Regions from separate parts of the Mus musculus genome. Here all the other regions are linked to region 1. The links are chromatin contacts, called in public Hi-C maps. All regions are on one chromosome and are shown on one strand. Each heading gives the region's core, a stretch centred on a gene start, on an enhancer-like site or on the middle of the called end of the contact. The rest is flanking DNA. Distances are from core to core; before and after follow the strand shown. Region 1 overlaps Fer (fer (fms/fps related) protein kinase). Region 2 has its middle 75 kb from the start of Fbxl17. Region 3 overlaps Pja2 (praja ring finger ubiquitin ligase 2).

Region 1 (3,229 bases), core at 390-2,889:
ACAATGGGAAAATTAGAATAGTTTTATAGAACTAATTTTCTACAAACATACATTATTTTTAATATTAAAATACTACCCCCCCAAATTTAAAGATAACAAAGATGTTTGGGGGTGGAGGGAACCCTAAGAAATTGACCAGTAACTATCCATCACACATTCAGCTTGCAGCTAAGAGAAGTGGTATTAAAACAAAATTTGGGGCTGGGGCAGTTTCTGTCTAGCTTTGGTCTGAGACAATTGTGTGGAGCTGTGACCTGGTCCTGAGTTCCCGGAGCCATCATTACCATCTGAGGAGTAGCTGGGAATATGGGCCAGCACCCTTGTACCTGGCCTAAAGGAAAACCCAAACACATCCATGTTGTCTCCTGCTCTAAGTGTAGACATTATTGTAAAATGAAGGAAGTTGACTGGGGCATTCTTCATCCCAGAGAGCTGATTCTGGTGTCATGTTCTCCTCTTCTGCTAAGGGATTCTAGATTTTGTTTTAGAAGGTTTTATGAATCACATTCCTACATTAGCTGCTGTAGTACTATCAAGGGTCACACAGCATGTGTGTGACAGCTGTCCCACAAGTGTCAGTGGGACAGCTACACATTTAATTAAGGCTAAATGCAATGAAACCTTCCTCTCCTGCAATGTGACATACCTTCTTTCAGTTAAGGCTGTGTGACTTCAGCTTCCATTGTATTTTTACCTTTGAGATACCTACAAAGTAATGGCTCACATGGTGCAAGAGCAGTAACCACACACTCAGGGCACAGTCTACCATAGTAACCACACACTCAGGGCACAGTCTACCATAGTAACCACACACTCAGGGCACAGTCTACCATAGTAACCACACACTCAGGGCACAGTCTACCATGGTAACCACACACTCAGGGCACAGTCTACCATGATAACCACACACTCAGGGCACAGTCTACCATGGTAACCACACACTCAGGGCACAGTCTAACATGGTAACCACACACTCAGGGCACAGTCTACCATGGTAACCACACACTCAGGGCATAGTCTAACATAGTAACCACACACTAAGGGCACAGTCTAACATGGTAACCACACACTCAGGGCACAGTCTACCATAGTAACCACACACTCAGGGCACAGTCTACCATAGTAACCACACACTCAGGGCACAGTCTAACATAGTAACCACACACTCAGGGCACAGTCTAACATAGTAACCACGCAAGCAGGCCACAGTCTACCACAGTAGCCACACATGCAGGGCACAGTCTAACATAGTAACCACGCAAGCAGGCCACAGTCTACCACAGTAGCCACACATGCAGGGCACAGTCTACCATAGCAACCACATAAGCAGGTCATAGTCTACCATCGTAACCACACATGCAGAGCACCGTCTATCAAAATAACCATACATGCAGAATATAGTCTACCATAGTAACCACACATGTAGAGACCACAGTCCACTACAGTTTTTGTGTGGTCTTGATATCTGGTTACAATCTCTATTTTTCCTGGTTGTAATTTTATATTCTGCTGTATTTAGCTACCTCAAGTAGTCTGTGGACTAAGGCAAGAAGCAAATGTTAACAGTGGTTACAGCAAGACAAAGGCCTTGCAATGTGAAGCTTCATAAGGCCAGAGCTACCAAAGGTCTGACTAAGCACTGACGACAAAGGCTGAGTCACCACAGCTGCGCTATGGCCCCTGTTTCTCTCCTACCCGCAGCCATTGCACTGAACTGCCTTTCTTAGAAATGTTAAACTGAAGCTCTGAGCATCATCACTTTCACAACTCTACCCAATCAGCTAATGGATTCATGAACACTGGAACATTCCCATGTTTGCTAACCCCAAATCAAATTGCACGGCATGCTTGGCACACTGTCACTGCTGTTTCTGGCTCAGGGAAATGGGAAAAAAGCAATATTCCCACAGATCAGCCAAGAAGCCCATAAGAAATGGCACAATTAAATTAGGTTTTCATATTCCTATAAAAAGGAAAAAGCCAGAACTTAATGTGGGCAGACCAGGCTGGTTTTAGTCTCCATCTACCAGAGCCTTAAGTACTTGCACTAATTATCCCATCATCATAAAAGCATAGTATGACTTCCAAAATAGAAACAATTATGGTTTAATTCCATAGTGCAACTTTCTAAATTGTAATGAGCAACCACTAAATTAAAATGAGACCTCTAAATTGTATGCTGTCATCAAATGCTAGCAAGTATGTAGGCATTAATTTCTGTTGGTACGTACACTGGTGAAAAATCTGAATCTCCCTATCTGTATAATACACTATACCTGTATAATCTTACATTTCTTTAAAATACAGAAAACGCTCATGGGGTGTGCCTAAGAATTTTTGTGATGAAGTAAGTTTTTCTCATACTAACACAAGTATCCAAGTGAAAGACAACAGTAAATACTCACTGCATCATGCAGGAAAGCATGATCAAAGCCACAAAAGAGCCCAGGTTTACTTAATCTTATTAGATATCATACAAGAATCAAATCCTTGAAACAAGATAAAATAATAAGGAAATTGATTACAGTTAAATAAAGTCTATATAATTCTATTATACACAAAGCCAAAACAACAACAACAACAACAAAAAAACGTATCTCAGTGTTTTCATGCTGTCTGAATTCAGCTTAAGTCTTCTAAGCATAGTGAGCAGGCTACACGTCAGCAAACAATCTTCTCCTCACCTGCACGGGGGCCTGATCAATGACAGACATACTGAATGTTTTATGACCAATAAAAGGCTTATAAGATTAAAATATATAGATCTGTAGTAGTTGAACCTTGCTAACAATTTACAACACCAACATTTATAGATGAGTAATAGTTGAACACTGCTAACATAGGCTATATCTGAAAACCAATGATATAATTTTTGACAAATTTAAGTAACTATATACAAAAATATAGAGATGAAGAAAGTCTACATCGATTTGTAGCATTCCTTAACCCCATGAATGCCACAATAGATCATAACATCTCGAATTTCTTTTTATTTTCTACTTTCCTTTCTGCTGCTGCAATAATAACACATGATCAGAATCAGCTTAGAGGAGACAAACAGGTACCTGGCCGATCCCTCCAGGATAAAAGCTACCAGAATCGGAGAGGGAAGGAAGGAGTGGTGCTGCTGACTCGCTCCCTGGAGTACTTGCTCAGGCTCATGTCCAACCAGACTCTGTTTCTAGTGCAAGCCTACCTGCCTAATAGTTGGGTTCACCAGCCTCTCTCA
Region 2 (3,229 bases), core at 185-2,684, 370 kb after region 1:
AAGGAAAGAAAAAAAGAAAAGTAAGAAATGAAAAGAACAAAATAAAAATTAAAAAAAACGTAGAAAATGATGCCAGTACTGACAATTACTACTATCTCTCAACAGAGTTTGAGCTTCTGTGTTCTATTTGCTACATGCTATATCAAAACGGATGAAATGGACATATAAATTGACTGAAGTTTGCTCTGTTCTTTCATTCAATCAACAAACTCATTATTGAGCACCTAGTATGTGGCATATGTTGGGCATTTTTATAGATTAAGGAAGACAGAAAAAAAAAGCCCCATCTTTTCATGGAATTTATATTGTGTTTGGTTAAGACACACGAGAACGCATCAGATATTTTCTTTATTTTAATATGGGGGGAATAAAGACACAATGAAGAGAAGGGGGTAGTGATCAGGGAAGAACTCTCTGAAAAATGATAGCTGAAAGACTTGAATGGGTAAGCGAGCCACACAACCCTAGAGGTGCTGGGAAGCGAAGATCCTGACACAGAAAAGACATAATTGCATTCAAGGAAGAAAGAGCAGCGTTACAACAAAGTGACAGAAGATGCTGAGAGGGGCGGGAAGGGCAGATGGTTCAGAGGCATCGAAGGCCTCTGGTTTACTCCAGGTGTGAGGAGAAGCGGGATGTTGGGACCAGAGAATGCCATGATAAGCAGAGCGCCGAGGACTGGCTCCGCAGCAGTGGTTCTCAACCTGTGGGTCCCGGCTCCTCACAAGGGTCGAACATTGGATATTTACATTATGATTCATCACGTCAACAAAATCACAGTTAGGAAGTAGCAACGAAATAATGTTATGGTTGGGGGTCGCCACACCATGACGATTGCAGTTAATAAGGGTTGAGTGTTAGCGTCTGCGTGATTGCAATCTTGACTCTTCACTGCCCAAGGTTTAAAATATGAAAAATAAAAATCATTTCTGTGCAAGTGGTATGTGAAGAACAAAACACACACACACACACACACAAATCAGCTTTCTAACCAGAGTGTTACAAACTTAACTCAAAATAAAATACCTGTTTCAGGAGGGTGGGGTAAAAGATTGTGGGAGGAGGTGACCAGAAGAAGGGCAACGGGCAGTATGTAAAGTGAATAAGTAAAATAAGATATATACATATATATATGCATATATCAATAAATTTTGTTATATAAAAACAGGGTATATATATTGCTTTATATATATAAAATAATTAAACCCTCTTTCTATTATGGTTGTTGGGGAACTGCCTATGCAAGCTGTCAACTCACAAAGGTTCTTTGTGGATGGTACATTAGAGTATAACAGCTCAGAATATTCTGGAACATGTCTCCCACCTTTCCTCCTGTCTCCTCCTGTTGACAGCCTGACTCCTGGGTGCTGTTAGAAAGCAAAGCAGAGCTGAGCCACAAGCACCCAGCATCTCTTCCACAGGAAAATGCTGCCATCTGGAGGCTTCTAGAATAAACAGATAAAATTCAGTAATTAAACAAAGTGGAACCAGGGCCCCAGACCCACATCTGTTCATTTCTATATACAACATCTTTTCTCTGGAGAAAAATTATACAGTCATTAACTTAAAAGAAATGAGAAGGCATCCGACCACTTTCATCTTTTTGCTTTGGCAGGCCTGCTGTATTAAACGGAACCCCGGGCAGTTGGTTTTACAAACCTTATTATTTTGTGATCTGCCCATTCATTACCAGTGTAAAGTGGATGTCACTTTTCCACTACTGCTGTGCCATGTCTCAGTCCCCTTTGCGATGGCAAATCTCCATTTCCTCCATGAAAACTGACCAATTCAATTTCTTTGTTCAATTTTGATTAATTATATTTTTCTAAGTAAATCAATTCTTTCATCATTTCAAATATATTTTCATAGTTATATGTAATATTCTATAAAATTTTACTCTTTTATTTGCCTATAGCTATGTATACTTTTTAATCTTTCATGCCATCTTCTTACTTCCCTTTTGTGTAGAATTTGCTGTTTGATGCTGCGCAGTTAGGATTGAATTCAGCGTGCCTCACACCACTGGGATACACATCCAGTTCTATCATGGGGTTTTGAATGGCAGAAGGACGGATATAGAGTGCACGCTACTCTGGGAGACAACATTGTCAGCTTTTGTATTGACAGACACAAGACTTGGGTGTACTCTTTAGAGGTCAACTTTAACATCTCAAATTAGCAGTGACATAAAGACAGGATCGCTGAAATGTCAATGATTAAAAATCTTTTGTAAAGAGCTATGTTTTTTGAGGCAGCTGAACAAAATCGAAGAGCAAATTACAGATGCCAAATTGGGAAAAAAATATATTTTGTACAGTTTAGAGAAAGTATAATATAAAATGGACATCGAATTAAAATAATGATCAAATTGGCTACAATAGAAAGAAAAACTATGAAACAAAGGTACCATAGCCAGGAAAGATATTTCCTAGAAATATGATAATCATAGACTAATTCCCTTAATATATGTGCTAGTTAGACTGCTTCAACTTGACAGAAATTAAAGCCACCCAGGAATCAGATTGGCTTGTAGACTTCTTCCTTGGTTGTCGATGGGTGTGGGAGGTGCCCAGCAGACTACAGTCAGTACCATCCTGGAGTAGCTGGTCTTGAATAAGAACATAAGATGAGCAAGCCATGGAGAACAGGCCAGTTAGCTGTGGTCCTCCATCCTCCACAGCGTCTGTAAGTCTCTGCCTCCAGGTGCCTGCCGAGTCCCTGTTGACGTTCCTTGGTGGTGGACTGTAACTATAAGCCCAATAAACCCTTCCCCTCCCCAAGATGTTTTGATCAGTGTTTTATCACAGCAAAAGAACATGAACTAGGACCCACCTGAAACATTTACTCTGTGAAAGATTGTGTTATGATTATAGGACGGAGAAGAATACATGAACCTCACACGGGGACAAGCACTTTTATTCTGAATACAAATCTCAAAAGTTAAGGAGTAGGAAGAGATAAGGAGAAGGAAGGAGAAAAAGTAAATATACAATTAAAAATGTATAATGAAATGAAGAGTTGCTTACCAAGAACGAGGTAAGACCAGCAAGCAAGCAGAGTGAGAGACTGTTAGCACTGTTGGCCGTTACAGAAACGCAAAGTAAAGCCCTAGTGTGCTCACCACAAGATTGCTAGAACAGCTGTGGGAAAGAATAATGGCAGCCCTCAGTGGTCCCAGCACAAGGAGACGACACACCATGCATGTATTCCTGGGAAGAGTGCAAAAGGA
Region 3 (3,229 bases), core at 487-2,986, 330 kb before region 1:
ACATCGGTGTAACGGGTCGCTCACGAGTGAAACCAGACATCAGCACTGGGGAACAATGGCTTAGACGGCATAGAGCGAGTGTGCACCCACCTGCTCCTCTGCTCATAGTGTCGGGAATGTTTATGTAGCTTCCGAAATGCAGTTTCATTTAATAGCTCTGTGTAATATCTCTGAGCATTTTATATTCTTTCTTTTTTTCCAGTCTTAAAAATAAATGAATTTTCACTTTTGGCACATTTGAGGCTTAAATATAAGAAACATAACACTTGCTTTCTGATTTTTGCATATATTGTAAATGTGGCTGGTATTTACAGCAAATACTGTGTATCCTTTTATGGGTAAAACACAAGTGAACATTGCATGCAAGTAATGTGGTGAATTTGTAATTTAGAGGTTTTCTGGGGCTTCTGTGACTTTGGATGCTTAAATTGAGGCCTTAATGTTGCTCTAGCTAGCATGTTTCCTCCTGATGTATATAGTCAGCGTTGTATAAACTAATCTCTGCTTGTTTTCTACTCTGTGATCTTTCCATACCGTATTTCATTGATCAGTTAGTGTCAGAAGTCATACCAGAGTAACATTAGTTCCTATGTGTATACTGTGGATATTTGTGAATTGTGTGGTTTGTTTGTTTGTTTTCTTTTATGTACTGTTGACTAGTTATGGCACTTACTGATTAAACTTACACTGCTGCAGATTGCTGTGTAACAAGCCACATGTTATGTTTAGTCACTATTATGGGACCTTGGTTTTTCTTCTAGATAGCAGCTGTCCCAAAGAAAATATTTCTTCTTTGCCTATTAAGATGTAGCTATTATCTGCCAGTTGTTAAAGGGGTTTGGTTCCAAACTCAACCAGAGAGTTGAACGTAAGAAAGCTGTTGTACTTTTTGCTTCCCATCTGTTACCGTCCCTCACTGTTGGCTCCTTACTACGCATACACAGCTGCTGTGGGGAGAAAGCTGAATGAGACTTGTTTCAATTTTTTTAGAAAAGAAAATGAAGTTTTAGGACTTTCATGGTAACAAACCTGACAAGTTCAGACCCCAGTATATTATTTGATCTTATCTTGGATCCTTTTGAAAAGTTAAGAATATATGAAGGTAAATTAGAAATAGTGAAAATATTGATAAAATGTCATTTATCTTATTTCTCTATTTTATGTTGTTACTTGGCCTATTAATTTTAATTTTTTGAACATTTTCTTATTTCTCGTATGTGAATGCTGATATTTAAAGTTCAACTCATGTGGATTTCTTTTGTGTTTCTTAGTTGTTATCTCTAAGCTAACTAACTTTTAAGATTATTTGTGATATGGATTTATATATAAGCTGTTAAATATATATGAACTGTTAAAACGGAATGCAAGGTTTTCAAAAGCCCAGGTCTAACTGTGATGATTGGTTTATTGGTCTACAATCCCAGCCTGGCATTTTCCGTGTAAATCATAAACAATAAACAGGATATACTCGGTGTTCATTTCTAATATTTAATTGTGTGACCCTATCACTTCTATAACATAACCCTGAAGGATTTAGAGTCAGTAACAAAGGACAGAACTCTTAAAGAACCGCAGCTTGAGCTGACAGGGTGGGGTCTTTCCTAAGGGACCACATGGTCACTTAGAGAGGCGGCTGGCAAGCTTGAGCTGTTGCAGGGGCTCTGACTTAAGAGCTGCCCTTTCCTGCCCGACATTCTCAGCAATCCCACAGTCCTCTGCGGAGCCTGGCTCCTGGGCTGACTCAGACTATGGAAACGCTTGATGTTCTGTGATGCCTCACTTCAGTTGACTGTCTCCTAACCTAACGTGGGACTGCTATCAATTATGCCCATCAAGAATGATCTTTCATGGGTCACAAAGGCCTCAAAGGCATGTTTCTGAGTCAGTTACGTAATAGGTTATACTCACATTATTAAATTAAACAAAAGCTGATTTTGTTTAGAAGGATTAGAATTCTAATTTTCCTAATAAAACATGTGAGAAAAATAGTCTTAGAGTTAAGAATAGCAATAGTGTTCCTATGCCCCCCGCAGCAATGCAAAACTACTTCTGAAGTGGCTGGCATCTTCTTTGTCTAGCCATTGATGCTACGGCCACCTTTTCCTCCTGCAAAGGCAGGATTTCACTATAAAAAGTGTCATTCAGATTCTGTATAGATAGCATACATATAAGATTAGAATAAAAAATTCTGTCTCTTGTATTCCCACCTTCATAGCCTCCTTCAGGCTCCACGGTTTTAAATGGTACAGTATATCTGGTCAGACCAGTCTAAGGCTGGCTCTTTTAGTCATTCTCTTAAAGTGTTTGCCTCATAAGGTAAACAGGACTTCGGTAATCTAACTAAAGTAGAGGGCTTAGAGGCATTTTTTCCAACTTCAAAATCATTCTGAAGGGTAGGTGCAGTTAGTTGCTATCCTCACTCTTCGGCAAGCTGCTGGCTGAAGAACCCCACGGGCATCGTCCTTGAGCCCATACCTATTCCTAACTTACTGACTTACTGACAGAGTTTCTTCATAGCCTAACTGAAGAGCACACCCATCCACAATGATTTTAATGTATAAACATCCTCCCAGACACTGTTAGCTCCAGCGTTGATGAAGCAGACTTTCCATGTTTGGTGGGGAATTTGTTTTTGAAGTCACTGATAAGTAAGTGTTGAGGATAGACTGCATACAAAGCCCTAGGGTAGCACTATAGACAGCTCTCTGGGTTGATGGGTTAGTATGGCTGTCTTGGAACTCACTCTGTAGACCAGGCTGGCCTCAAACTCAGAAATCCACCTGCCTCTGCCTCCCAAGTACTGGGATTAAAGGCGTGCGTCACCACCACCCGGCTAGTACTTCCAGTTCACGTAACTGCCAGCCACCCTGTGGGCCCCCGTTTTATCTCTTGCCAGGTTTTACAGATATGTCTTTGAAAATGGTTAAATCTGCTAGTGTATTAAGGAAAGAAAGGAAAGGAAATCCTGGAACTGCTTCCTTCGTAACAAAACTGTGCAAGCTCTGTTTTCCTGTTGCTCATTTGCCATCTGTTGCTAAGTAGGCTGTTCTAGGTCTGATAAGACTTCAATGTCAAGTTCATCCCAGTTTCTGGAACCTACCTTTTCCCCTGTTCAAACTTTGTCTGAAATAATACATTGACAAATCATATAATTACTCTGCTTCTAATTTTGTTACAAAGTGATAAATCTAATTAGGCTCTGTGCAGTTGCTCATGAGTAAGTTTGAAA

Evidence for each region. A called contact is a pair of places that touch in the nucleus more often than the background predicts.
Region 2: a Hi-C map of embryonic fibroblasts shows a contact between it and region 1, with 5 times the contacts expected there. The contact joins two enhancer-like sites. A contact is called at or near these places in 17 of 484 Hi-C or Micro-C datasets (3T3-L1-derived adipocytes, the AML12 cell line, the C2C12 cell line and 9 more).
Region 3: a Hi-C map of muscle stem cells shows a contact between it and region 1, with 2.4 times the contacts expected there. The contact joins two enhancer-like sites. A contact is called at or near these places in 4 of 484 Hi-C or Micro-C datasets (cortical neurons, granulosa cells and muscle stem cells) and 1 of 115 datasets of contacts at active chromatin or transcription factors (cardiomyocytes).

The regions. Positions count from the first base shown.
Region 1 is chr17:63,947,496-63,950,724 of GRCm38.p6, reverse strand. The region is part of intron 9 of Fer (fer (fms/fps related) protein kinase); the gene reads right to left. Among named protein-coding and RNA genes, the nearest start is that of Gm52300, 21 kb to the left of the region's middle. Within about 2 kb of position 1,639, at least 54 of the 459 cell types and tissues checked have an H3K27ac peak or open chromatin away from gene starts, as enhancers often do. A contact at or near this core is called in the C3H10T1/2 cell line, embryonic fibroblasts and muscle stem cells, where this site is marked.
Region 2 is chr17:63,573,971-63,577,199 of GRCm38.p6, reverse strand. No RefSeq gene overlaps it. Among named protein-coding and RNA genes, the nearest start is that of Fbxl17, 75 kb to the right of the region's middle. Within about 2 kb of position 1,434, at least 5 of the 459 cell types and tissues checked have an H3K27ac peak or open chromatin away from gene starts, as enhancers often do. A contact at or near this core is called in the C3H10T1/2 cell line and embryonic fibroblasts, where this site is marked.
Region 3 is chr17:64,279,263-64,282,491 of GRCm38.p6, reverse strand. It overlaps Pja2 (praja ring finger ubiquitin ligase 2), which reads left to right. Exons shown (of 10, transcript NM_001025309.1): 10 at 1-1,486. Among named protein-coding and RNA genes, the nearest start is that of Gm34858, 11 kb to the right of the region's middle. Within about 2 kb of position 1,736, at least 2 of the 459 cell types and tissues checked have an H3K27ac peak or open chromatin away from gene starts, as enhancers often do. A contact at or near this core is called in muscle stem cells, where this site is marked.